Linked DNA regions of Mus musculus: all the other regions are linked to region 6. The links are chromatin contacts, called in public HiCAR-type, HiChIP or PLAC-seq and promoter capture Hi-C maps. All regions are on one chromosome and are shown on one strand. The core of a region is the stretch at or near the end of the contact, and the rest is flanking DNA. Distances in the headings are between cores, read along the strand shown.

Region 1 (3,727 bases), core at 525-3,024, 560 kb after region 6:
GTACATATTCCAAAATTCACAGAGATGTGAGATTCAGATTTGCATTCTATCCTGCATGGAGTTTATACCACAATGCACTTTTAAAGGCAGGACATGTATGTCAATATTACTATAAATTACTATCAGTTACTATCAAAGAAACTGGGAATAAATCACGTGCCTATGAGAAAACAGAGGCTAATTTCCCCCCCAAAAAATTCAAGAAGTTGAAAGAAGCTGTCACACAACTCTCCACTACTGTCTCCAGTGAGCCTGTGAGCCCCAAACTCAGAGAGAACACCTGTCATGCTCCAAGCCTTCCATCAAAATAAGCCTTCCATCAAAAATAAGAGGCTAACGTCGTTTTCTCATCTGGTAGTAAGTTACATCTGGTAGTTACAAGAGACAAGCCAGCCCTGACTTTTAGTAATGGTGCCTGGTATATATTGTTTCCTTAGTTCCGTTTTTAAATAGATGGCTCCAAACGCTAAGGAGCTTTTTTGCATCCATGAAGCTGGTTGACCCTGAAAGGTGGCGGCCTGTGGCTGAGCCTTCCAGCAATAGCCTCTGCAGGCAACCCAGCAGGTTTAAATATACAGCCCTATAGTTCTATCACCCTACCAACATTGGAGACCTGGGCTGTCCCAAGGGTGGGGATGGGGTCGCTAAGCGACCATCTGAGTTCTCTGAAGCGTATTCTTGCTTGGTCACGACTTAGCTGCACACATCCTCCTTTGAACTCTCAGGCCAAGGGGGTTGCGCGCCATTTAGCCAAATTCCTCTTCTACAAGGCATTTTAAAAGGTGGTTCATAGGAATTCCAAGAGTGGATCACAAATCACCTCTCCCACTCTCGCCCTCCACGCGTCCTGAACCCAAAGACCGGATTGTTTCAGAATAGCAGGGCTACTGAGCTGCACCTGCAGATAGACATCATGAATCAGGATCACCCAGCGAGCGCTTCCTGGACTGAGCCGAGAGCTCCAGTGATTTCCTTGGCCTTCCACCGAGTCATTTAAGAAGTGAAATGTGCCAACCTGGCCCGGTACGGGGCCTGCTGCAGCCCACCCTGCGGTCTCTGGGACAACCGATAGCTGGGCAGCGTGTCTACGGATAGCGCACTCACAACTAGGTCTTGCAGGTTCCCCCCTACGCTGTGCTCTGCGCCAACCTTGCACCTGAACGGGTGCCAGAACACAGCCAAGAGGCTTGGATGGGTATGAGCCTCAGTGGTGATACTGCCAACTCTGCTCCGGAAGGGAGAAGAGAGAGGCCAAGGGAATGTGGAGCAGTGAGCGGGACACCCCGAAATGCGGCTCCCGCAAAGGGCTCTGGAAGCTCGAGCCCCTGTAGCCTTTGCAGCGCTACGGCTCGCACTGCGCTTTCCGTAGCAGCACTTGCAAACCAAGCGGAGATTGCGAGCTCCGCAGGCAGCAGGGATGAAGGCGCAGGGGACAGCCTCTTGCCCCTGGGCGCACAGCTAGACCGCAGTGTCCCCCCTGTTCACGCCCACCATCCCAGAGCCCCAACGCCAAGGGATCTCAGTCTTCCGAAGGCCGCGGAGGATGACCTGGGGAAGCTGGCCACGAAAGTGGGGGAAGGCTGGACCTGAGGTCGCTGCTCTCGGGGCAGCAGCTTGGGGCGCCCCTGCAAGGCCGCCCGCCGGTGGCGGCACCTACCTCGATCCACTTCTGTGCCTCGGCGAAGGCAGGCTCCGGAGGTGGTTCGGGCTGCAGGGGTTGAAGGACTTCCAGACCGAGAGCGGGGCAAGCCATCTGCGAAGCCCGGCGAGTACTGGAGCGCTCGGCCGCCGGGATGAGCACAGCCTCCTCCGCAGGAGCGCGCTCTCCGCCCCTTCCCGCCCGCCGCGCTCTCCAGCCGCCTTCCCCGCCCCCACCGAGCGCAGGTCCCGGAGGACAGCGGCGCGCACTGCCGGAGGACACCGTGGCCACCTCAGCCAGTGGCGCCCGGGCCCGCCGCTTCGTCCCCTCCCCCAACTAAAAATAACCTGCCAGGAGCTCCGGGCGTCCTTCCCGGGCTCATGCAAGGACCGTGGGAGGAACACGGCCCGCCACCCCGCTTGTCCTGCCTCCGGCCGGCTACTTTGGGTAGCAGGTCGAGCTGCACCTTGGGTGAAGCTGGGCGGGGAAACAGCACTACTGCGGCAGAACTGGAGGACTGACTGGCACCTGCTGTCCCTCCCAGCTACAGACCTGAGGCCTAGAGCTGCAGCTCCGGACCCAGCACTCTAAGGTGTTCACAAGGCAACCGCCAGATCTTTCTGTTAAAAGGGGAGGGACTCCCCGCAAGCTACCTGGGCCTTAGCCTGTTGACTCATTCACAGGATTTATTCAGCTCTTATTATTCTCCAACCACCAAGCTAGGAACCTAGGACTGCCGGATTGGGAATGGGGGGTGGGGTGGGGGCAGGGAGGGATAAAACAAAAACAAACAAACAAACAAACAAACAAAAACTCCTAAAATGTGTGCTGGTTAGTTTTATGTCAAGTTGACACATGTTAGAATTATCTGAAACAAGGGAACCTTAACTGAGAAAATGCGAGGGAGAGCCTAGCCCATTGTGGGTGGCACCATCCCTAGGCTGGTGGTCCTGGATTCTATAAGAAAGTAGGCTGTGCAAGCCATGAAGAGCAAGCTAGCAAGCAGCACCCTTCTATGGCCTCTGCATCAGCTCCTGCCCTGCTTGAATTCCTGTCCTAATTTCCTTTGATTAGGAACAGCGAGATAGGGAAATGTAAGCCAATACCCTTTCCTCCCCCGTTGCTTTGATAATGGTGTTTCATCACAGCAAGACACAATTCTAAGAACTTGCCTTCAAGATACGTACACTTAGACTGGGATATAGCTCAGTTGGTAGAACGCTTACCCAGCATGCAGCTCACCCTGCTTTCTGTCCCCAGCGTCATGTCCTTGGAAGTACAAGCTCATAATCCCAGCACTCACTAGGTGCAAGCAGAAGATCAGAAATTCAAAGTCATCCATTGCACAAGCCAACTTGAGCTATATGAGACACCGTTCTCTGTATGTATTTCTCTAGATATTCACAATACCGATATTCACACTGGGGAGCAGACAATAAACATGGGAATCAAAAGATGTTGTAGAATGAGCTATCTGGTAAGAGATGGCCTGTGTTGAGGAGAGAAGGTGCCAGTTGATTTTTAATAAGCTGCTCATGTTGCTCTTGAAATGGCTGCACCAGTGCATTTGGGAGGCAAGCATGCTGGGAGAGGCCTGGAGGAGGGACAAGTGGAGAAGGAAACTGGGTATTTACGCTGGTGTCTCCCTGAGGATTGACTGACACCACCACTCTAAAGCAACATATGTCTTCTTTCCTTGGGTCCTGTCTCCTCTTGACCCATTCCTCCCTTCAGGCCCAGGAATGCTAAACCCCCCTGGTTTCCCACCTTTGCCCACTTCCTTCTATCACCCCTTAGTTTTGCTCAGTCACTTCATCTGTGGCTCAGTAAGCTCAGGGTGTTGTGACAAACCTTTCCTGGGAAGACACAACCCACATGTCTACTTACACTAGGCATGGATCCTGTGGCAGATGAGATACAAGTCCAACTTGGTGAACAATGAGTTTCATTGGGTTACTTAGAGGAACGTGGGTGAGACGTTACTTACAGTCGCAGAAAGGACTCAAAGACAACTGCATCACTAAAGCTCACCCCAGCATGGGTGACAGCTCACAAAGCTGGGAACCTGGAGCTCACAGCACAGCCTGC
Region 2 (4,016 bases), core at 532-3,031, 630 kb after region 6:
GAGCCTGCAAAATGAGACCAGTTCCAAGGGAGCGGGCTCACCACTGCCTCCCAGAGGCCTTGCCTGAGCTCTGCTCAAAACCTCCAAGTCATCATGGTTCCTCTGGAGAGCAGCTCCAGAAACCTCTACGGCAGGACGAGAGCCGACTTTGGTTCAGTCAAGGAAGCCAATCTGACACGGAGTGGTAGCAATGAAAGCTCCGACTGGAAAACGCGTCGCCGACATCATCCAAACTCCATGTTTGAACTCATCAGAGACCATCTGCTAGGAGCAGGGCCTAGAACTTCCCATACAGCTTAGTTCCGGTCAGGTCAAGGATGCCTCTAGAACACCTGCCCTCAGGACGGTATTTAATTAGCCTCATCCCATCTGGCAGAGACGCAAATGCCTCCAAGTTTTACCAATGTCATCCCCTCTTAAATCATTAGGAAGCTAAGAGCCCACAGGAGGGAGACGATGCAGTGATTTACTGGGGCTCCACACACGGCGAGACAACGCATAACCCCCAGTTTTGTCTTTCTCTATGGCTCAGCCTGAATCATTTGCATCCCTGCCCAGTGGAAGATGGAAGACTGTTTCAGAAAATGAAGAAGTGTCTCTATGACTGTGTCACAGGAGCCCTACTTCATCCAGCCACAAGGTCAGAGAGGTGGAGACCGCGGCTCTGTGCACCAGTGATTCAGCTTTCTAAAAGGAACGTTCAACAGTGTGCCTGCTGGGAGGGGTGGGGGAGGGGAATGGAGAATCCACCAGAGAGGCAGATGGAGGTGGCAAATGAAGAGACAGCTCTTTTGACTTAAGCAAGCCAGGCCCTCATCAGTTTACAGTCAGGTGAGAGAGCAACAGAACCAAACCAGGGACCTGACCCACTCACGGCCCTTAAAAGGAAAAAAAAAAAAAAACAAACCGGCCATCCGCAAGTGGGAGCAAGGCTCATAAGTAAACAAACAAACAAAATAAACAAGTTGGAGATCTTTCTTTGGATAACTGAAAAAAAGACTTAGACGCAATGGGCTCCTTCTCTTCCAAATTGAGGCAATAATGGACATCACAATAGAGCCCCGATGAAAATGCAAGCACCTCCCACCCTAAGAAGTGGGATCCTTATCAGGGACCCTACAGGAAAAGGGGACAGCGTGAGGTAGGAACTCATTCCACAACACTGCGTATCCACTGAGACCCGCCCATCACAGACCTCTCCCTACCTGGGCCGTGAGGGGAAACAGGAGCAGCAGGGCGCAGGCAGGGGATGGCACTGAGCCCAGAGTCTCCTCCTCCAGCCCTAGCACGTCGGCGAAGCGCCACTGGCCGGCGACCCCCAGCTTGGCCAACACCTGCAAGAAAAAGACAGGGCAGCCAGACCGAAAAAGCCAGACAAATAATGGGCACCTGCTAGGGGGCGGGGCCAGCACGAGCATCCCTCGTGCGGCCCTCCCACTCCCCAACCCCCCACCAAACACACACACACGGGTCCCCACCCGAGTCTGGGAGGAGCCTCCGCGCCGTCCCACCCTGCGTGCCGCGCAGTGACACAGCACAAAGCTCAGCCCACACGTGGCTCGCGCGAAGCCCTCGGACTAGAGTCCGCGGGCCGTCGCCACGCCCTCGAGAGCTGCTCCCCGCGCTCGTTGCTGTCCGGGTCCATCCTCCGCCACCTCCCCGTGATCGATCTCTCAGTCACTCCCAAACCCCTAGATAACTCAGGGCAGAGACGACACCCAGCTGGGCGCCCCAGCCCAGCCACCTCCATTGCACAGGGCGCGGCCGGCTGGGCGTCTCCAACGATGCTCTTGGAGGATAGGGACAGAGACTGCGCGCCGCGCCACTCACTTTGTTCAGCATCTGAAAGCCAAAAGCAAAGAGGAAAATGATAATAAAACTAAATGATTCAGCTACCGAGCTGTAGCTAAGGGTCAGCCTTATTTCTCCCGAAGCGACCCAGCAGCTATGCTTACCTCGGGGTTAATCTCCATCGGCTTCAGCTGCATCTTCGCGGATGGCACCTGCAGACACAAACCCGAGGAGCCGAAAAAACAGCCGGTGGAGCCGCCCAGGCTGCTGTTATAAAGCGCCGGCCTCGCTCACTGGGAAAGCCTGAGCAGGGGAGACGGGAGCAGAAACAAGCAGAGGAGGAAGGCCAAGAGGGCTCGAACTCCCCCATGCACCGCACAGAATGGTACAAGCCAAGCCCCCAAACCTTGCAGTCTCACTCGCCGGTGAGCTAATCTGGTGGTTGTGGAGATGGGTTTTGTTGGTGGGTGTTCCTTGAGCGCATGAAGCAGCCTATTTGAGGGAGCTTTCAATTTGGAGCGAAATTTCTGGAAACCCTCCTCTGTCGTCTCAATCACTCCAAAGCTCGAGGGTCTCTGAAACATTGAGAGAGAGAGAAAAAAAAGCACAAAATCAACAGGTATATGTAGTGTTTAATATGAATATAAATATTTGTCGGTCTTCCTCCCTCCCCCCCCCCGCCCATCTCGGAACAGTTTGTACTTAACCTTAGACAATCTGTCCTCCATGTTAAATTCAACCTGTGTCCAGGCTCGGTTTTTAATGGACTGCCTAGAATAAAACATCTGATACGGAGTGCATTAGTGAAGCTGATGTAATGTGACTCCAGGGGAAGAACCGGTGGGTCGCTGGGAAGCAGTACATGCGAGACACATAGAATACGGGCGCCGGAGGACTTTAGAAACAGACCAAAGAAAAGATAGATGATTTGAGACTAGAGGCTTAAAGGAAAAAGCATTTAAAAAAAAAATAGGGGAAACCTTTTTTCAAAGAACAGGGGTTTGGGATAATAAGATTTTGGTCCACAATACTTTGGGCGCAGAAGAAAGGGAATAGCAACGGAGGAGAGCCCGCGGTTCTCCAGGGATGGGGGCGGGGGTGTTCTTTCTAACAGGCACATTTCAAAGGATGGAAGGCAAACGCTTGTGCTGAAGGCGGAGTAGAAGGAGGGGCCAGATCTGTATCAATTGTCAGGGATGCTAAATCACAGAATGAGGTAGCTAAGGATGCAGGCAGGTTGGGTATTTTAAAAAATATGCTCAGAACAAATGGTGAAAAACAGACATGCTTTTTGCTAGCCCGAGGTAAGCAAGGCATAGGATGGAGGGAACCAACCTTGTTTTAACAGCACTGCCTCTCCAGCTGGATCCTTTACCAGGCCATCTTATTTCACCCTGAGAGGGTCCAATATTGTATTTGTGAAATTTTATACATCAGGATCCAGGGTTCAGAGATGTTCATTTGCTTGGTGCTACAGCTGGAAAATGAGGCAGGAAGACAAAACCTGGTAAATGAGGCTGGAAGGGTCCATTTTCTGTTTTAGACTCAGCAATGTGCTACTTCAATTTTCTTCCCAGTTTCACCATCAGGGAAAAAAAAATGACCTTCACTTACCAAGTGTGAGAGGCAAGAAGGCATTAGTAAGATTCTGAGTGAATTTTATACTATGTAAATTACATCTCAATGCAGTTAATAAAAAAAAAAAATACAAGACAGACGGACACATAACCCAGTACACCTGGGTAGACTGTGTGCATGTCTGTCTTTTGGCAGAGACATACTACATTTCCAGTTTTCTTCATTTATCCATTCATCACAAATACTGCACAAGCAAGCATTTACTCCCACTGGTCACTGAGCTTGGGAACTGGGTGATTCCAGAAATGAATATTGAAACTTCTTTCCTGCAGCTCTTATAGTGTGGAAGGAACACCTAACTCAGCGGAGGGAATTAGAAAGACATGAAAGGAAGTTGCGTTTAAGCTAAGGCTGATGGACAGGCAGAAGTCAGCAGTGGATGGGTATTGCCAGAAGAGCTAGGAAGGGCAGTATGAAGTCATGACCAGAAGTCTTTGTGGAAGGTACTTAGTTATTCATTCAACAAACAAGTGTGTGTGTGTATAGATATATATATACACATATATAAACACATATGCACATATATATACTTATATACATATATATGCACATATATATGTGAATGTATGTGTATATATGTATGTGTG
Region 3 (4,252 bases), core at 1,081-3,580, 690 kb after region 6:
CACTTAGTAGGGCTTTTGATCTTATGGGAATTTACAGGAGGTAATTTTTAATGTGCTGGACCCATTGTTTACTTGATACTTGATAAAAACAAGTGCTCAGGATATTCTTGGAATAGTTCATTTCCTAAGAAAACAGTTCGTGTGTGCGTCAGCACTAAGGGGAAAAAACCCAACATCACAATAGCTATCAAAATTGCATAAGGTGGTAAAATGAGAAATGATTTTCTTTGTGATCTTAAACGATGAGGTATAGGGAAGCCAATTACTTATTTATAACTTGAGTGTGTGGTGCCAGGCATTCTCCAGCCCAGCTAAGGCGCGGTTACATACTTAGCTAGCCAGGGAACCTGGCAATCCATTCCACCTTAAACCGTCCCTTTCAGGAACAGAGAAGAAATTATGGATAGGATGCAGGAAGGAAGCAAAGAAGAGTTCAAAACCAGTGTTCCAGTCCCGTCAGTCCTCCCTGGAAATAACCGAGGGAGTTTCCTCCAACAACTGCAGGATGCTCTGTAGCCGGCCCCTCACAATCGGGACATCTAAGTATTCAGCTGGCAAGGAGGTGACTTCCCGACTCCTCCCGCAGGCCGCCAAGGGAATGAGCCTAGGAAGCAGGCGACCGGGCTGGGACGCAGAGGCGGGAGCAGGCAAGGAAGCGTTTCCGCGGTGATCCTGGAGACCCTGCCGGTTTCCGGAAGGGTGATTGCATCAGGTGTGGAGCAGGGCGCCTCCTCCGCCCAACCTGGAGCCCACCGCGCCTGCGCGCCCCGCCCCGCCGCCGCGGCTGACTCCAGCGCGGGTTTTCCTGCGCGTCCGAGTAGACCGCCTGGAGGGGGCAGGCGCGGTTCGACCCGGGAGCCCGGGAGAATCGGGTGGTAGGGTAGGCTCTGGACGTTGGCGGGCTGGGAGATCAAGGTGCAAGTTGGTGTGGTAGCCTGCTGAGATCGCCGCGATGAAGGATTCGCAGGGTGGGCTTGGGTTCATTTCCTCCTCTGTCTGGGCTTGAAGGACACAGTAGCCTGTGTCTCAAGGCCCTCTACAGTTTGCTTTTCCCAAGTTGGCATTTGAACCCTGGTTTTTGACTCTTCATGGTTCGCAGGATTCGTTGGGCCAGTCTTGGGATGCAGAGGTTCAGTTCCAAGAGTGAACCTGCATAGATTTATGGAGATTTTTCTGTAGCAGTACTATTGGCCTTCCGCGGAGTCTGAGGGAAATATTGATTATAGAAGAGGCTATAGATTACAAGAGACCACCAACACACGGCGTTCTCTCCATTCCTGATAACCCAACACTTTTACATGTCAACACCTTGTGTATGGAGATGGCAGAAATGGCATTTCATAGAAACTATTCAATGGACGTCAGTTACTGCTGGGCTGTAAACATGAAGGCAGGGGCTGCGATTTGCTTACAGGTCTTAGTAAGGGGATCTTGTGGAACCTCAATAAACTCATGCTGTGTGAAGAAAAAAAGGAATAATGCCCATCTTCACTGTAGGGAGGATGAGTCTGAGTTTATTATCTGATTGAGGAGTGCGTTGTCAAAGAGCCATTACTTAGTAGTTATAATTATTTTCAGAATTACCTTTCTAGAGGAGATGGTAGGTAGCATGGTCTGTGTATAGCAGAGTCCCCATGACTAGTCCTCGGATGGCAACCGCATCAGTACCTGGGATTTGATACTTACAGGCGCTTGTGCAGCACGGCACAACGACTCATCCAACCCCTGGAAACGCGCCTAGCATGCTGCTTCAGCAACCTTCCCAGATGAGTCTGACTTAGGCATCAGTTTAACACCCCTTGGCTTGATGGAGAAACAAATCAAGGACTTCCAGGTGCCTGCAGTAAATCCACTTAATGCCTAACGAACAGGTAGCAAGTAGATAATGCTTTTCCTTGTTCGCAGGCATATTTCTTGCATGGCGTTATCTCGCTGTGATTTTCCAGGGCAGGAATGTTCCTGTGTGGCATATGTCTAGCCATGGGGGATGAAGGAGGCAGAAGGCAGGAGAAAGTTTCACCTTTTAACATTCAGTTAGCCTGGAAGGCTGTGGACAGCTCTCATCTTGGGGTATTTTTCCATTCTACAGGAACGCAGACGCGTGAGAGAAGAGTTTCCCAAACTGCCTTTTGGTGCAGACAGACGCTAGGCCACCTGGAGGGGATACCCGGGCTGCCCCGCAACCCCCAGCCTCTGGGTGTCACCCTGGCGCCCCTTGCCTCCCTGCTGTGCCGCAGCTCGGCCGCCTCCACCTGCAGGGGTCGCCCTGGGAGCGCGGCCCGCCCCCTTCCGCCGCGGCCTCCGCCCCCGGCCCCGCCTTGCTGGGTTCGCCCGGCTCCGCCAGGCCCCTCCAAGCCTTTCCTCGCGCAGCCGCCGCCAAAGCCTGGAGAAGTGGAATCTCGCTGCCGCTGCTCCCTGCGCGGGCCTCGCGGAGCCGCACTGGGCATGCTCAGTCGCCGGAGCCAGTGCTGCTCTAAGTAGGAAGCTCGCGTGCTGCAGCCCGCAGCTGATCCGGGTGCTCAGCGGACTGCGAGACCTGGGAGCCGGGTCCGGAGCCGATCGAACGCCGCGCAGCGCTGGTGAGCCCCGCTTCCTTCCATGCCTTCAGCCCGGGGATCCGAGGGATGGCCCGGAGTGCGCCGGGGGTGCCGGGCAGCCGGCGAGCTTGGCTGCTTGTGCCCTCGCGGCTGCTGCTCGGTTTCTGGCGGTCACCGCCGGTCGCCCAGCCGCAGCCCCAGCTGCAGCAGCTGCCGTCGCATCTGCAGCAGGCGTCCGCTGCGGAGTCCCGCTCGCCCCGCGCCCGCGCTGCAGGGCCGGCGCTCTGGCTGCGGGCTCGCTCCGTCACTCCCATTACTCCCTCACTCCCACCCAGAGCTGGGGTTCGGCAGGGCCGGGCGAGGACACCGGGTCGCAGGGCTGTGCCCGGGCGGAGACTGCGGAGGGCAAAGTGCGGGTGGGCGCGGGCGACCGGTAGCGCACGCCCCCTTGCCCTGGGGCCGGCCTGCCTGCCGGGCGGCGCGCTCTTGCGGGAGACTCAGAGACCTGGCCAGCGTCTCCCGGGGTGCAGAGAACCCAGCTCTGCAGAAAGGAGGAGAGGGCAAAGTTCCTGTCCCCTCTGCAACGCCGAGAGCGTTTTTAACTAGAAAATGGCTGTGTGCCGAGGGCCGGATCAGGGAAGCCGGTCATCGGGGTCCCGAACGCCCCACTGCTGCTCCCTGGGAGGAATGGTGGCTCAGACGCCAGAAATGACATTTGTGCGACGAAAACTAGCTGGGCGGAGGGAGGATGCGGGAGTCCCGTAGAAACAATGATAGGTAGTCTCTCCATTGATGGAGAGGTCTGAAAACAGGAGGTCAGGCCCCAAAGGCCAAGGGAGTGTGGGGCATAAAGAAAAAAAAAAGCTGGAGAAATCAGATGAAGAATTGGGACCGTTTTGTAGCAAGATTCTGCACAGCCACGACTGTTCTGATCGCTTGGGGATGGACTGAGTGATTTGAGAGGGCTCACATGAAGAGAGAATTAGGTCAGTGTCTGAAGCCCAGAGGGCTCTTAGAGGGAGCAGTTTTAAAAAGTCTTGTCCCTGACTTTGCTTTGTGCTCAGTGTCTTAAATGAAAGTCATAAAACGATAACAACAATATCATTTTGATATCAAGAAATAAACTTTGTGAGGCTGGCCCTTTTTGTTATTTGTTTCTTCATTTTACCGATTTCAGAATAAATTATGACAGCTGGTCTGTTGTTTTAGGATTTGGTACCTTAAATCTAAATTTTCTTTCTTGTTATGATACTACAGATCCTTCCCTGAAATGGCCATGGTAGTAGTACCTGAATTCTTATGGCTGACCTTGCGGAGACAGGACTCTGGGAGGGGGCATTTCTTTATGAAGTTAGGCTTTGTCTTGTTTCAGGGTTTCTCCGAATTTGGAGAGTCTTAACAGAATCTTAGAAATGGCATCTGTTTGGGAAGATAGTATTTGTCCTGAGGATGGGCACCCCCCCACCCCCAAGGCAGGCAGAAATGTGGTGGGAACAAGGGTGGCTGGGGTGGGGAGTGGTCCCATCTGTGGAGTGTGGGGGTGGGGTAGGGGATGTCGCAGATGCAAGAGGTCTGCCACTGTCCTTTTGAACTTGTTATGTTAGGTTTGTAGATACCTTCGGAAAGTTCCCAGAAACAGAAAGCCATGTGCCAGGCTTTGAGAAAGGACTCAGGTTGGGACCCTAAGGACTCAGGTTGGGACCCTATTCTGGTTC
Region 4 (3,879 bases), core at 261-2,760, 610 kb after region 6:
CAGGAGTGGCCTTTGGGAGTAGAACACAGGACACAAAATAAAGGTGACAGAAGAAAATCCAATGGAAATCCGTGCATCCAGTCAATTTGTAAGAATGAAAGCGGACTCGGGCATCCTGTGTCTGTATTCTGGTTGTGAACCAAGCCTGGAGGCTTAGCCATCTCTCCAGCCCTTGTGTCACTTTGTAAGGAAGCACGTGGGTCCATGGTGTCTCAGAAGCAAGTGCAGGGAGCAGACCTGGCCTCTGAACCATTGTTCATTTCAAAGACAATTTTTGGTTGGTTGTTTTTTGTTTTGTTTTGTTTTCTGAGACAGGGTTTCTCTGTGTAGTCCTGGCTGTCCTGGAATTCACTTGTAGACCAGGTTGGCCTTGAACTCAAAAGATCTGCCTGCCTCTGCCTTCTGAGTGGTAGGATTAAAGGTATGTGCCACCTACCTGGCTTCAAAGACAATTTAAACAACAACAACAACAACAACAAAAACTTGTTTAATAGCTTGACAATTTGTTGGGTTTTTTTAGATTTATTTATCTATTTATTTATTATATGTAAGTACACTGTAGCTGTCTTCAGACACACCAGAAGAGGGCATCAGATCCCATTACAGATGGTTGTGAGCCGATTGATGGGAATTGAACTCAGGACCTCTGGAAGAGCAGCTAGTGCCCTTAACCGCTGAGCCATCTCTCCAGCCTTCAAAGACAATTTTAATGGACAATTTCCAGTGTTAAAATGATTATTGTCATAAATCTCTCAATGTGGATTTCATATGTTCAAATACATATATAAATATCATTATATAATATTTATATAACACATATTTACATATGTATATAATATATGTGTATATCATATATATTTACACACACACACACACATATACATATATATATATATGAATGAACTCAGGTGTGTTTGTCTCAAACAAGAACCAAACCAATCCAAACAAACAAACAAACAAAAAGAAAACAGAAAAAAGGGGGAAAGAAGAAAGAAAAAGACAAAGACAAAGACAAAGACGAGAAAGAAAAAGAAAAAGAAAAAGAAAAAGAAAAAAGAAAAAGGAAAGAAAGCCTGTAACTGAAGTTGCTTATTGGTGGTATATTTGAGTGCAGCAGCTATGGAGGAAAAAATAGAGAGAGAGGAAAAAAAATGTTTCCTGAGAGAAGCAGGCAGCAGGCCAGACAAAAGGGTCTGGAATTCCTCACCACATACAAAATGTGAAATATTTCATTCCCATGAACACAAAGAATATTTCTATAACTGTGTTCAAACAAATAGGATTTCTGTAACCTTCCACAGCAATGGGTGAGCCCTGCAGGTCAGATTTCAGTAAATAACCGAGCTTCCATGTCACCTTTCCTGTTTATGTCTCGCCAGCCTGGTGTCTCATGATGAAAAGCATATGCAGACAAAGGCTCCAGGCTGGGCCAGAGGAACCTCAGTGACCTCAGACATCTGCAAGAGGTCCCAGCAGTCGGCTTATGGCCCTTCGCCACAACGCCCTTGCACCTCACACTTGGGGGGCTAGAGGGGAGGAGATGGACGAGCCACATGCTGTCTTCCTGGTCCAGCTCTGAGTGACAAGGGAAGCAGGGGATGGCTTAGGGGGGACAATGAGGAGGTTCCCCATGCTTCCATGACATGTGGCACCATCTTGCACATGAGTTTTAGGTTGCCACATCCTGGATGACCCCCAAAGCAAAGCGGAATACCACGACCCATGTTTTAGCACCCAATATCAGTCAGGAGTCTAGTGTGGCATGGCTGGGGGTCTGCTCAGGGTCTTGCAAGCTGAAATGAAGAAGTTGGCTGAGCTGGGTCCCTTTCTGGTGGTTCTGGGGTAGAACAGGCTCAGATAGGCTGTTAGCCAAATTCCTTATTGCTGGCTCTCGTCATCTGTGGGCTACCCTCGCTCCTGGACACTCCTCACCTAGGAAAAGCTTAATCCTTTTCAAGGAGTATCAGACCAGCCGAGCAGAACCATTACACCCTCAGGTCAACTCAATTGGGACCTTGTCATACGTGTAAAAATCCCTTAAAGTGCTGTGTATATGAGTGTTGAGTTCCGGGGACAGCGACAGGTCTGTACACGGAAGGCTGGGAAGTGCAGTGACCACTGTGGGACTCTGCTTCCCACAGATTTCTTAGGAACGAGTCTCTAGTCAAATTAGGTAGTCCACAGCGACAGAAATTTGTACTAAATTCTTTGTTGTGGTAGCAAGGGGCAGGCCCCACGTGCATTTGGTGCTCAGAGCCAGGCTAGGCAGGAGACAGCCTCCCTGATGAAGCCCGAGTGCCACATTAGATGTAGCTTTCCAAAGTCCCTCTGGGGTGTTCTGTAGATTAAAACCCTGTGCACAGTCTTTTGAATCTCTAGATACTAACTTCTTTGCTTGTTGTTGTTGTTGTTTTTTAATCTCATGACCCTCATTGGATCACTACAAGATATACACATATCCCAAACCATTATACTACCCCCATAAATGTGTACGATTATGAATCAGGGCAAATTTTAAATAAAAGCAGAGTAGCTGGGCAGGTGGTTCAGTCAGCAACGTGTTTGCCACATAAGCATGCGCCGAGTTTGTTCCCTAGCATCTGTCTTGAAGGACAGACAGGGTAGGAGATGCTTATAAACCCAGCACTGGGGAGGTGGAGGCAGGAGGATTCCCGGAGCTTCCTGGCCAGTGAGTTTTGTCAAATCAGGGAGCTCTCAGTTCAGTGTAAGATTCTTCCTCAGAAATAGAGTGGGAAGTGAGGAAGACACGTGACACAAGCCTCTGCACAGATACACACATGCACACATATATACATACACTACACACACACACACTCACACACATAATATACCATACACACACACTACACACAGGCACACTGGGCACATACACACACATATACACACACATAAACACACTATACACACATATACTTGCACTATACACATGCATGCAATACACACATACGCACACATATACTATATGCAACATACACATATATACAGACATAAACATACTATCTACATACAGTATACATACACATACACACATATATACACACAGTTATACACACATGTAAACACACTAACAAACACTATATACACTACACACAAATAGAAGTATACACACACACTACACACATATATACACACACATGCACACATAAACATACTGTACCCATTACATATACTCCACATACATAAACATATGCATATACTATACACACACTACACAGAAATAGATGTACACACACTCACACACAAGAGAAGAAAGAGCTAGGGATGTAGCTCCATTGACAGGACTTGCCTGGCACGCATGAAGCTCCAGGTTCACTTCCAGCATCATATGAAACAGGCTGTGATGGTACACGCCTGCAATCCTGTCAAAGTCAGCCTAAAATCCACACATCCCTGTGTGGGGTGGGGCAGAGACCAGTCAGGCATAAGACACGGGATTTAGAACCTAAGAATGCTTTTAGTTTCTGAGTCTTAAATCAAAGCCAAAGCCAAAGAAAGGGAAAAAGAGGGGAATGCTAGCTGTAGTGCTGGGGCAAATACTTCCCTAAAGACCTATTTAATTTATCAAAAAATGTTTTGAGATGGGGTCTCATTAACTCAGTCTGGCTTCACACTCACAACAGATCCGACTTCCACCTCCCGGGCTTTGAGATTATAGGCTTGTGTGATCACACTCGGCTCTACAGAGATCTTACACTTTAATACTCTACAGGTGATTTCAGCATTTCCCAATAAGACAGATCTGAATACAATACTTTACTTCTTCATAAAATTGATTATGTAAAACCCATCATTTGGGGGATAAAAATCTAATTCAATGTCAGCAGAGTATTATTAATCATTAATCATGCTAGCTTTTAA
Region 5 (3,945 bases), core at 153-2,652, 540 kb before region 6:
AGTCTGCTCTAACCTAAGGAGATTCCAAGCACACTGGAAATAATATGTTTCCTTTGTTCTGATCCCAACCACTGAATAAGAGACAAGTGGAGAGGGTTCCTCATAAATATGTATTGACCGCCTGGGTATTAATGTGAGTGAGTGAGGTAGAACTCTGATTAGTGAATGAGATCTTCCGGGAAGTAGAGGAACTATCACGAATGGAGAGAAGATGCTATTAGCGGATTTTATTTATTTGTCTTTTTCCTTATGCTCGAGTTGCAGTCATATCTCTCTCTCTCTCTCTCTCTCTCTCTCTCTCTCTCTCTCTCTCTCTCTCTCGTTCACCCTCTACCCATCTCTCCTTTCTGGATCTCAAAGGAATACTAATAAAAAGCCTTGCTACAGGCTCTTTCCGCTAGGTGCCCAGAAGAACAGTACACGAAGCCAGTACCTTTTACCTTTATTCCTTTCTTACCCTGCTCAGGAGCTTGCTAGACACAAAGCTCCCCTCATCCTATCTCGAGGCTGAAATCGGGAACAAATTAAAAATACTGCATTTGTTTCGACTTGTTAGATTGGATTTTACTACACAAAATAAAAGGCACTGAGGTCGTGCTGGTCTCTAGGACATAACGACTTGTAATTAACATCTTTATGGATTTTATACCGACGCCCCACTAGGCTTTGAGGATAAACTACTGCATCGAACTTTCTGGAGCAGAAACCACAAACAGCATAATTTTTGCTTGGTTAACCACGTGGTCAACAGTTGGTTTGGTTGCAGTTTCAGAGCCTTAACAGGTTGCAGAGGACGAACTGGTGGGAAGTACGGGCTCACACACCCACGCAGGTTGTGTGGCTGGAAGCCTTAAAACGACAAGAGGAACCGTTCCAGTGGCTTCAGGTCTCACAGCCTGCTACTACAGAGGGTTCACGTTCATCTCAGGCCAGGAGTCAGGCTGGGTGTTGAGATAGGCTAGGATTCCACTCAGAGGGCGAATGCAGGGTCCCCCCACATCAGCAGAGACGTCACCCACAGAGTCTCAGAGGCTTAGACTCAAGCTGCCCACACCGAACCCAACACCCTGGCGCTGAGGACGGTCGGTTCTATCGCATTGTAGAGCCAGAAGGTGGCTGTAGGGGATGCCAGAGCTTTCAGAGCTAAAGAAGCTCTTCCTCTTTTATTAAGGCTTGGGACACTTGTACTGGCCTCAAGGAGGGCCGAGGTGGGCCGAGAAGCCGAGAATGCTAGATCGAAGTCCCCTCCCCGCGGATGGTACGGTCCGAACTGGGCGGGACCTGGAGGCTCGGCGGCCCTGTCCCCGCCCCACTCCAGGAGGCCAGCGAGTGAGCGCGCGCCCCGCAGACCCCGCCCCCGGCGCCGTCCCCGGCTCCGCCCCTCGAGCCCGCTCCTCTGCCACTGCGGGGAGACCTAGGCGGCTCTGCGGACGCAGCTCCTTCGCCGCCTTCCCCCTCCCGTCCAGTGCCCAGGCGGCTCCTGGCGGCGACGCTGCCCTGGGTGGGAGGCGCGGCCCCGCGGCAGCTGAGCCCTCTGCGCGGCGCAGCCAGCTCTCCCGCCCGCGCGGCGCCGTGACAGGTGCAGGGTCCCCGCCCGAGACCCACCTGCAGGGGCTGTCGAGATGCCGACCATGCGGAGGACAGTGTCGGAGATCCGCTCGCGCGCGGAAGGTGAGTGACCGCCGCAGCAGGAGGCTGTGCGCCCAGAGTGCGTGGGGGCAGGTGCTAGCAGCCTGGGGTCTGACGTGAGTGTGTGTGTGTGTGTGTGTGTGTGTGTGTGGCCGGGAAGAGACACCTCATCCCATCTACACCCCCTCCTCCTTTTCCCAGTAGTCTGGTTGTCGCCCCTGATCGCCAGTGAACCCTTCCGCCAGCTCTGCCTTCAGCGCACTAGCAAATGCTTTCCAGGATCCAAAACCTCGGAATTTATGCGCTGGCGGGAGCCCCAAGGTTTCCTTTACACCGCAACGCGACTGTTCAGTCCTTGTCTCCCAGAGCACTCGCCCGGCTCTCCTCCTTCGCCAACAGCGCACAATCTTTGCAATCTGCCTGTTCCCAGTGAGTTTACCCGTGCCCATGAATAGATCCCTCCAACCTACTATCTCCAGCGCCCACCATTGTGTTGCCCCCACATCACAGCTTCCCGAAGAGCGGGTTTGCCATTCCCAGGCGTCGCAGATTCTTTGATCCACTGTTCCCAGCATCTCTAGGCTGGAAGAGCCTTAATTGGGTTTGGGTGCTCAGTGGATACCAGGCTGCGTTCCAGTCTCTGCACTTCTGCCCCCTGTGGCTCACCGGGCTCTAGTTTGAGGTTTCATTTTTGTTTTTCATTTTTGCTTGAAGCCTGCACTTCGGCCGACTGAACTGACTTGAGTAAGGTGCATGCTGCTTTTGTTGCTCCACCCAGGGCCAGCTGTTGAGTGGTTCCACTTGTAGGAAGTGTGCAACAGATGCCCTAGGTTATGGGCTAGGACGCTTTGGCAAAGACTGAGATGGTGCTGTGCACCCTGATTGAGGAGCCCTTCTCCTCCTGTCTGGCGTGTGGCAGGCTTTCAATAAACACCTCTTGGTTTTACTAGGACAAAAAGGAAACGGTATACTTTTATTTTCTTTCTTTTGTTTGTCTGTTTTTCCATTCCAGTAACTCTGCCCTTCAACGTTGTGGAATGGCACTATTTTGAGAAATAATCTATCTTGTTACCGTCACTGATTCTCATCCCTGCCCCCATCTTGACCGTGAGATAGATGATAACGGGGTGGTGGAGGTGGAGTAGAAGCAAGGAGAATAGGATTTCTGGGGGCGGGAGTAGTAAGAGCTGTAAGGACCTCATGTGAAAAATAGGAATTCCGGGCTCTAATATGTAGGCAAGAGACAAGGGAATCAAAACTGACCTGCATCTTAAGAATTTAGTATATAAGCGTATTTTTTTTTCAATTTCGAGGAAAATGAATGAATGCACTAACCACAGTCTGAATGATAGAAGCAACAAAGTTAGGATAACTGGTGTTAAAATATTATTTATCACGCCAGTTGATGTTTTTAAATACTAGCAACCAGCAGGTCATATATTAAGGGGGAGGGAGGGAAGAGAAAGAAATCTAAAGGCAAGGTAAAGCTGCTGTCACTTTGACAGAATATACAGTAGCATGGAGAGGCAGCGGTAGGCACCTCCTGTGTTCAGAGCGCTTTCACAACAATTGCCTTATGGGGCTCTTGCACCACTTCTGGAGGCTGTTGAAAGTGGAGGAGGATGGCTGAGGAGACCTGGCTCAGAATGGCTCAATGAGTTGATCAAAGGGAAACAGCTAGTTCAGTGATATACTGTATCAGGGGCTCAGAAAGAAAACAAGCGCTCCTGCTGCTGAGTCTGTGCAGCCCTGAGTATCCATCGGTGTCAGGGTCCTCCTGCTGCCTCCGCCTCCGGAATGACCCTTCTTCCGGATTGGTTGATTTCACTTTAATATGAGCCAGCAGATAATATCTCTGGGACTGGGGGCTGGGAGGGAGGAGGAGGGGCGTGGCCTGTTGATTGGCCTTCCACAGGTTCCTCTCAGAGGGAACAATCTCCTTTGACAGCTCTTTCTTGCTAGATAAGGCCTTATTCTAAACTGCACTCACCCTGGCCTCCATTAGAACAGGATGGGCGCCTGACACAAAGGCAGCCAACCCCAATCGAGTCACAAGTTTGTAACCTTGGGGATTTGTAAAATAAATAAATAAATAAATAAATAATTTCCCATGCTACTATATCACTACTGGGGAACTTAAAGTTAGAGGAAGAATGAAAATCGAAGCCAAAGGGGGCAGAATTGAAGGGGGCTAGTAGGAGAGAAAATGGATGACTGTAGTATGCCCTGAAAGTAATACCAAATTAGGCAGCAGGAACTGGGTAAAGAGCCTCAGTGGAAGAGATCTAGTATGGAGGCCTGACCTTAGGCCCCCTG
Region 6 (4,185 bases), core at 279-2,778:
AGTAATAAACATCCTAAAAGAACTCTGCAAAGTAGTCCTAAATGAAGAGACTAATTACTATCTGAGCTACAGAGAATGGGACAAAGAGCCCAGCATTTTAGGCCCAGTGACAGCTACCCAGAATAAGAATTACAAATTACACTACTGCAACTCACCTCACCAACACTGAAGGGGCACTTTGGACAACATTTAACAGCCACTATATGTATATATATTTCTGTGTAATATGTTGAAGTTTATTTGGAGTTTTAAACAGAGGGCCCATTCTGTTCATAAGTGGCATACCGCCACCATGGGAAAACTAGCTACAGTATTCTGTCATTAACAACAAACTAAAACAGTGTATTGCAATCAATTCTTTTGCAACCTTAGAAACCAGCTTTTAATACGGTATGAATATATTCTACTTTATCTGCCCAGCACAGGAGTGTGTGACCGCTTTTATCAAAAAACCTGAATGGCTGCAGCTTTTGCCTTCCGATCCAAGTTTTTGAAGGGTGACTGTGAATGTTTGAGAAACGTTTCTGTAACCACTCTTTGCAAATCCCAAGAACCTGAGGGGCTCGGGTTAGCGGTGGATTTGGTCCTGTCCTCTCCTGGGCTCTGCTAGCAGTCCTCCGTGTCAAGCTACGGGAACAAGGGAGGTGAACAGAAACAGGACTTACACGTTTGATGCTACTTTAGAAACTCTCCAATAACTTGAATCTGACTGAGAAAGCAATGCTGACGAAGATGAAAACTCTCAATCCCACCCTGCGCCCAGGGTTATTTATGTACAGTTTCAGGAGACACTTTTGTCACCAAAAGGATTGTTCGATATAACCGCAAACTTCGGTGGGTTTCCTGTCCCCCAGACTATGCCCATTCGATAACTGTGAGAAGCCCTCACCTTAAGATCCGTATGTGACATCCACTTTGATTTAGGGAGATTTAAGAAAACGGGATGGCACTAAGAAAAAGTGTAGCGCAGGAGTACCTCACTCAACCTAAGCAGCAACAGAACTGCGGCGGCGGCCCAAGGGGACCCTCCAAGCTGGTGGAATCCGCCATTTCCCACGGCCTGTTTGGGTCACCCTGGGTCACCGCGATGTGCCCTAAGACCTCCGGGTCTGGAGGTCCGCCTCAGGGTGTCCCTACGCGGGTTGGCCGCTCCCCGGTAGCCGCGGCTCGCGGGGACACCTGTGAGGACCTTGCGAGACCGGCAGGCTCTGTCTGGGTTGGAGAAGGGCAAGCGGGCGGGCCAACTGCCGAGGCCAGGCGCGGCCTCCACCGGTCCGTCACTCACCCTGGCTGCGGCCGCGGGTCGCTGCCCGGCCGCCACCGAGCCTGCACAGCGCCGCCCAGCTGCACCTGTGCGCCGCGGCGGCGGCGGCCAAGCCCGGAAACATCCTGGCGGGGCAGAGGCCCCCACTCGGACACCACCTCCTGCCTCCGAGCCGCCTGCCGCGCCAACTGACTCCATAGACCGGACCCCGGCGAGCACGGATGTGTGCGCCGCGGCCGGCGGCCTCGGCGACCCGGAAGTCATGGGGGTGTGGCGCGACAGCGGAAGTGACGGAATATGCCAGCGGGGGCGGGGTGGGCGGTGCTTCTGGCCAGCACCGGGCCAGGACGGTGTGCGCTGCCGACTGTGCTGGGCATTTGTGAGTCCGTGTCGTGTCCCGGGAGACAGTCTTACGAAGCGCCGCCGGGGCGTGGGAAGCAGGAGGAGAAGGCAGGGTTTAAGCCTCTGTCCCCTTTCCTTTTGAACCCTCGGCACCGCTCTGTCCAACACCGTGGTCACCTTGCTGATCACTCAACCTCCGCTTCTCGGTCGTAGTATAACAAAATTAGAGGCGTGCATAAAATTTGAAGTCGCGGTACTATGTGTACGCGAAGATGGAGCAGTTTTTCAAACAGCCTGGTCCCAGAGAGAAAGAAACCTGAACACATTCGCCTGTTTTAACCATTACCATGTCAGGTTCATTCAGTTCTTAGCTTAAGCCTTCTTTCACCACCCTAATTATAATTAACGTGGTTCTCATTTTTAAATAGTTACCCTGTACACTTTTCTTCAAAATACCACTACTGAAATTATTGTCCCCCCGGAATAGAGAATAGCTATATGGACACTGGATCCTGTGCAGTATACGTATACTACTATATTCCAGGGGCTAAGTCAATACCTGTCTGGCCAGATAAATAGAATGGGATGCATGTCCAGTTGTTTTAAAGATTAATTTAAATCGCTTAGTGAAAGTACTGTAAAATAAAATTTTAAATGGAAAATGAGTGCACAGGGCCGAGGGAAGGTATAGGGAACTTTCGGGATATCATTTGAAATGTATATAAAGAAAATATCTAATAAAAAAATAAAGAAAATGAGTGCAAATCAGTAAATGGGGAGGAAACCCACCACTTTGAGTGGACTTGAGGCTCCCTTCACAGGAGGGAATCCACCTCTGGTAAGGTTAAGCAGGTCAAAAGCCCATGGCTAACAAGGTTGTGGTCTCTAGTAAAAGGCTATTGCAGCTATTTGGATAAATATATTATGGTCTGACACCCCTTCCCCCATAACTGTAGCCATTTTGTTCCATGCTTGCCAGTTATATTACTACTCTAACATGCCTGCCACTCACTGACCAAGAAGTGACTTGGCTCAAGAACATGCTGACCACATAACCATGGTTTTGTCCTGTATGTTCTGAATGTTATGTATGAGGTTTGCTAATCTTAAGAAATTCCATCAAATCAAAGGTCAACACGAACTGTTCTGTGTAAAACGGCTTGAGTTAGAGCTGACCACCGGACAGCCCTTCCTGCACCTACATATGAGCTCACTGTGGTTTTTGTGGCTGACAGTGAAGAATGCTTCTAATAAGCTAAAAAGTTATAACACTCATGCTCTGTTATCTCGATGTCCTGAAATTCCCCTGTTCACCATGCATCCCGACACTTTCCTTACCTTACTCAGGACCCATCAGCTGATATACTTTGCCTCGTGAGCCTTCCTTGCCCTTTAAACTTCTGTACCTTGTTTTTTGGGTTTTGTTTTGTTTTGTTTTGTTTGTTTGTTTGTTTGTTTGTTTCGAGACAGGGTTTCTCTGTGCAGCCCTGGCTGTCCTGGAACGCGCTCTGTAGACCAGACTTTCCTCGAACTCAGAAATCCACCTGCCTCTGCCTCCCAAGTGCTGGGATTAAAGGCGTGCGCCACCATGCCCGGCCTGTACCTGTTTTTTTGTTTGTTTGTTTGTTTTTCCTATAGAAAGTCTACTATGAGAGCAGACTGGTGCCACAATTAGGTTTTTCCTTCTTGTGGACCTAGGCATCCAGTGTTATGGTGTGTGTTCAATAAACTATTCTTGCTTAACTGCGATGGTGTGTGTGGCAAATTCCTGAACCCCAACAAACGGATAGGTTATTCTGGTTAAATTGCCTTCTAAAGTGTGTGCCCATAGAGTAGTGCTACTGTCAGCTTTGAACAGAGCAGCTGTTTGTTTGTTTGTTTGTTTTCTTTTGCAATGGTCAATGGTAACTGCAGAAACGCCTAACTGATCAATAAAACTGAGAATAAATGACTGTTGAATGCCTAGCCATAAACTGAAACATTTGTATCACTTCTTCCAAAGGCCAGGGAACATTCTGGAAAAAAGGGGCGGATGAAAAGTAAAAACCAGAGGAAGTGCAGGGAAGTAGTGGAAAACACGGACTTCCAGTATGACATCGTTGGTGCCTTCTTGAACTCACACTTGCTGTGATTACTCTCAGGAGACTGGGCACATCAACACTGTGTCTGGGGAAAGAGAAGGGGCTCCTGGGGTCCTGCCCTCCCCTGAGAGTTTCTACACAATGGTTGATGGGGGAAGGGAGAGACATTTGAAAGCAAAATTTCACCCATTCACCTGTAAACAACCCTAATGAAACTCATGAGATGGCACTCACAGAGACAGGCACACGCACATCAAAGCAGAATGGAAAAGCTCACTGGGAAAATGACAGGGATTGGCAGGGGTGGGCAGAGGACAAGAGAGGAACAGGTGTGCAAATATGATCACAATACACTGCATATAAAATCTCACAAAAAACCCTTTATACATTATTAATATATGCTTATAAAAGCTTAATGAGAATCAGCACAAGGATTTTGTTTTGAGACAGGGGCTCACGTTGTAGCCCAGGCTAGCTCAGCAGTCACTATATACCTGG

What was found. Promoter capture Hi-C pulls out the DNA fragments that hold promoters and counts their contacts. HiCAR-type assays count read pairs that join an accessible place to other places. HiChIP or PLAC-seq counts read pairs in DNA pulled down with a chosen protein or histone mark.
Region 1: an H3K4me3 HiChIP or PLAC-seq map of embryonic stem cells shows a contact between it and region 6, with 9 read pairs. The contact joins the promoter of Limch1 here to the promoter of Slc30a9 in region 6. A contact is called at or near these places in 2 of 39 promoter capture datasets (embryonic stem cells and hippocampal neurons), 1 of 484 Hi-C or Micro-C datasets (nephron progenitors) and 1 of 115 datasets of contacts at active chromatin or transcription factors (embryonic stem cells).
Region 2: a HiCAR-type map of astrocytes shows a contact between it and region 6, with 3 times the contacts expected there. The contact joins the promoter of Uchl1os here to the promoter of Slc30a9 in region 6. A contact is called at or near these places in 5 of 39 promoter capture datasets (the SN4741 cell line, cranial neural crest, embryonic stem cells and 1 more), 1 of 484 Hi-C or Micro-C datasets (embryonic stem cells), 2 of 115 datasets of contacts at active chromatin or transcription factors (astrocytes and bone marrow-derived macrophages) and 1 of 9 other capture datasets (embryonic stem cells).
Region 3: a promoter capture Hi-C map of liver shows a contact between it and region 6, with 2.3 times the contacts expected there. The contact joins the promoter of Apbb2 here to the promoter of Slc30a9 in region 6. A contact is called at or near these places in 4 of 39 promoter capture datasets (the 3T3-L1 cell line, cranial neural crest and liver), 1 of 484 Hi-C or Micro-C datasets (embryonic stem cells) and 1 of 115 datasets of contacts at active chromatin or transcription factors (astrocytes).
Region 4: a contact with region 6 is called in a promoter capture Hi-C map of the HPC-7 cell line, with 5 times the contacts expected there. The contact joins the enhancer-like site here to the promoter of Slc30a9 in region 6. A contact is called at or near these places in 5 of 39 promoter capture datasets (the HPC-7 cell line, cranial neural crest, embryonic stem cells and 2 more), 2 of 484 Hi-C or Micro-C datasets (both in cortical neurons), 1 of 115 datasets of contacts at active chromatin or transcription factors (embryonic stem cells) and 1 of 9 other capture datasets (embryonic stem cells).
Region 5: a contact with region 6 is called in a promoter capture Hi-C map of pre-B cells, with 3 times the contacts expected there. The contact joins the promoter of Atp8a1 here to the promoter of Slc30a9 in region 6. A contact is called at or near these places in 5 of 39 promoter capture datasets (the C10 cell line, embryonic stem cells, hippocampal neurons and 2 more), 2 of 484 Hi-C or Micro-C datasets (embryonic stem cells and uterus) and 3 of 115 datasets of contacts at active chromatin or transcription factors (the 230-238 cell line, bone marrow-derived macrophages and memory CD8 T cells).

Annotation. Positions count from the first base shown.
Region 1 is chr5:66,743,936-66,747,662 of GRCm38.p6, reverse strand. It overlaps Limch1 (LIM and calponin homology domains 1), which reads right to left and starts at 1,774. Exons shown (of 26, transcript NM_001001980.3): 1 at 1,658-1,774. The coding sequence starts at 1,753.
Region 2 is chr5:66,674,262-66,678,277 of GRCm38.p6, reverse strand. Uchl1os (ubiquitin carboxy-terminal hydrolase L1, opposite strand) reads left to right here and starts at 1,781. Exons shown (of 5, transcript NR_102714.1): 1 at 1,781-2,216. It overlaps Uchl1 (ubiquitin carboxy-terminal hydrolase L1), which reads right to left and starts at 2,157. Exons shown (of 9, transcript NM_011670.2): 1 at 1,956-2,157; 2 at 1,831-1,842; 3 at 1,206-1,334. The coding sequence starts at 1,988.
Region 3 is chr5:66,616,895-66,621,146 of GRCm38.p6, reverse strand. Apbb2 (amyloid beta (A4) precursor protein-binding, family B, member 2) reads left to right here and starts at 2,330. Exons shown (of 17, transcript NM_001201413.1): 1 at 2,330-2,579.
Region 4 is chr5:66,697,627-66,701,505 of GRCm38.p6, reverse strand. No RefSeq gene overlaps it. Among named protein-coding and RNA genes, the nearest start is that of Uchl1os, 23 kb to the right of the region's middle. Within about 2 kb of position 1,510, at least 10 of the 459 cell types and tissues checked have an H3K27ac peak or open chromatin away from gene starts, as enhancers often do.
Region 5 is chr5:67,844,888-67,848,832 of GRCm38.p6, reverse strand. It overlaps Atp8a1 (ATPase, aminophospholipid transporter (APLT), class I, type 8A, member 1), which reads left to right and starts at 1,402. Exons shown (of 37, transcript NM_001038999.2): 1 at 1,402-1,671. The coding sequence starts at 1,623.
Region 6 is chr5:67,304,298-67,308,482 of GRCm38.p6, reverse strand. Slc30a9 (solute carrier family 30 (zinc transporter), member 9) reads right to left here and starts at 1,528. Exons shown (of 18, transcript NM_178651.4): 1 at 1,286-1,528. The coding sequence starts at 1,388. RefSeq lists a cis regulatory region at 1,157-1,880.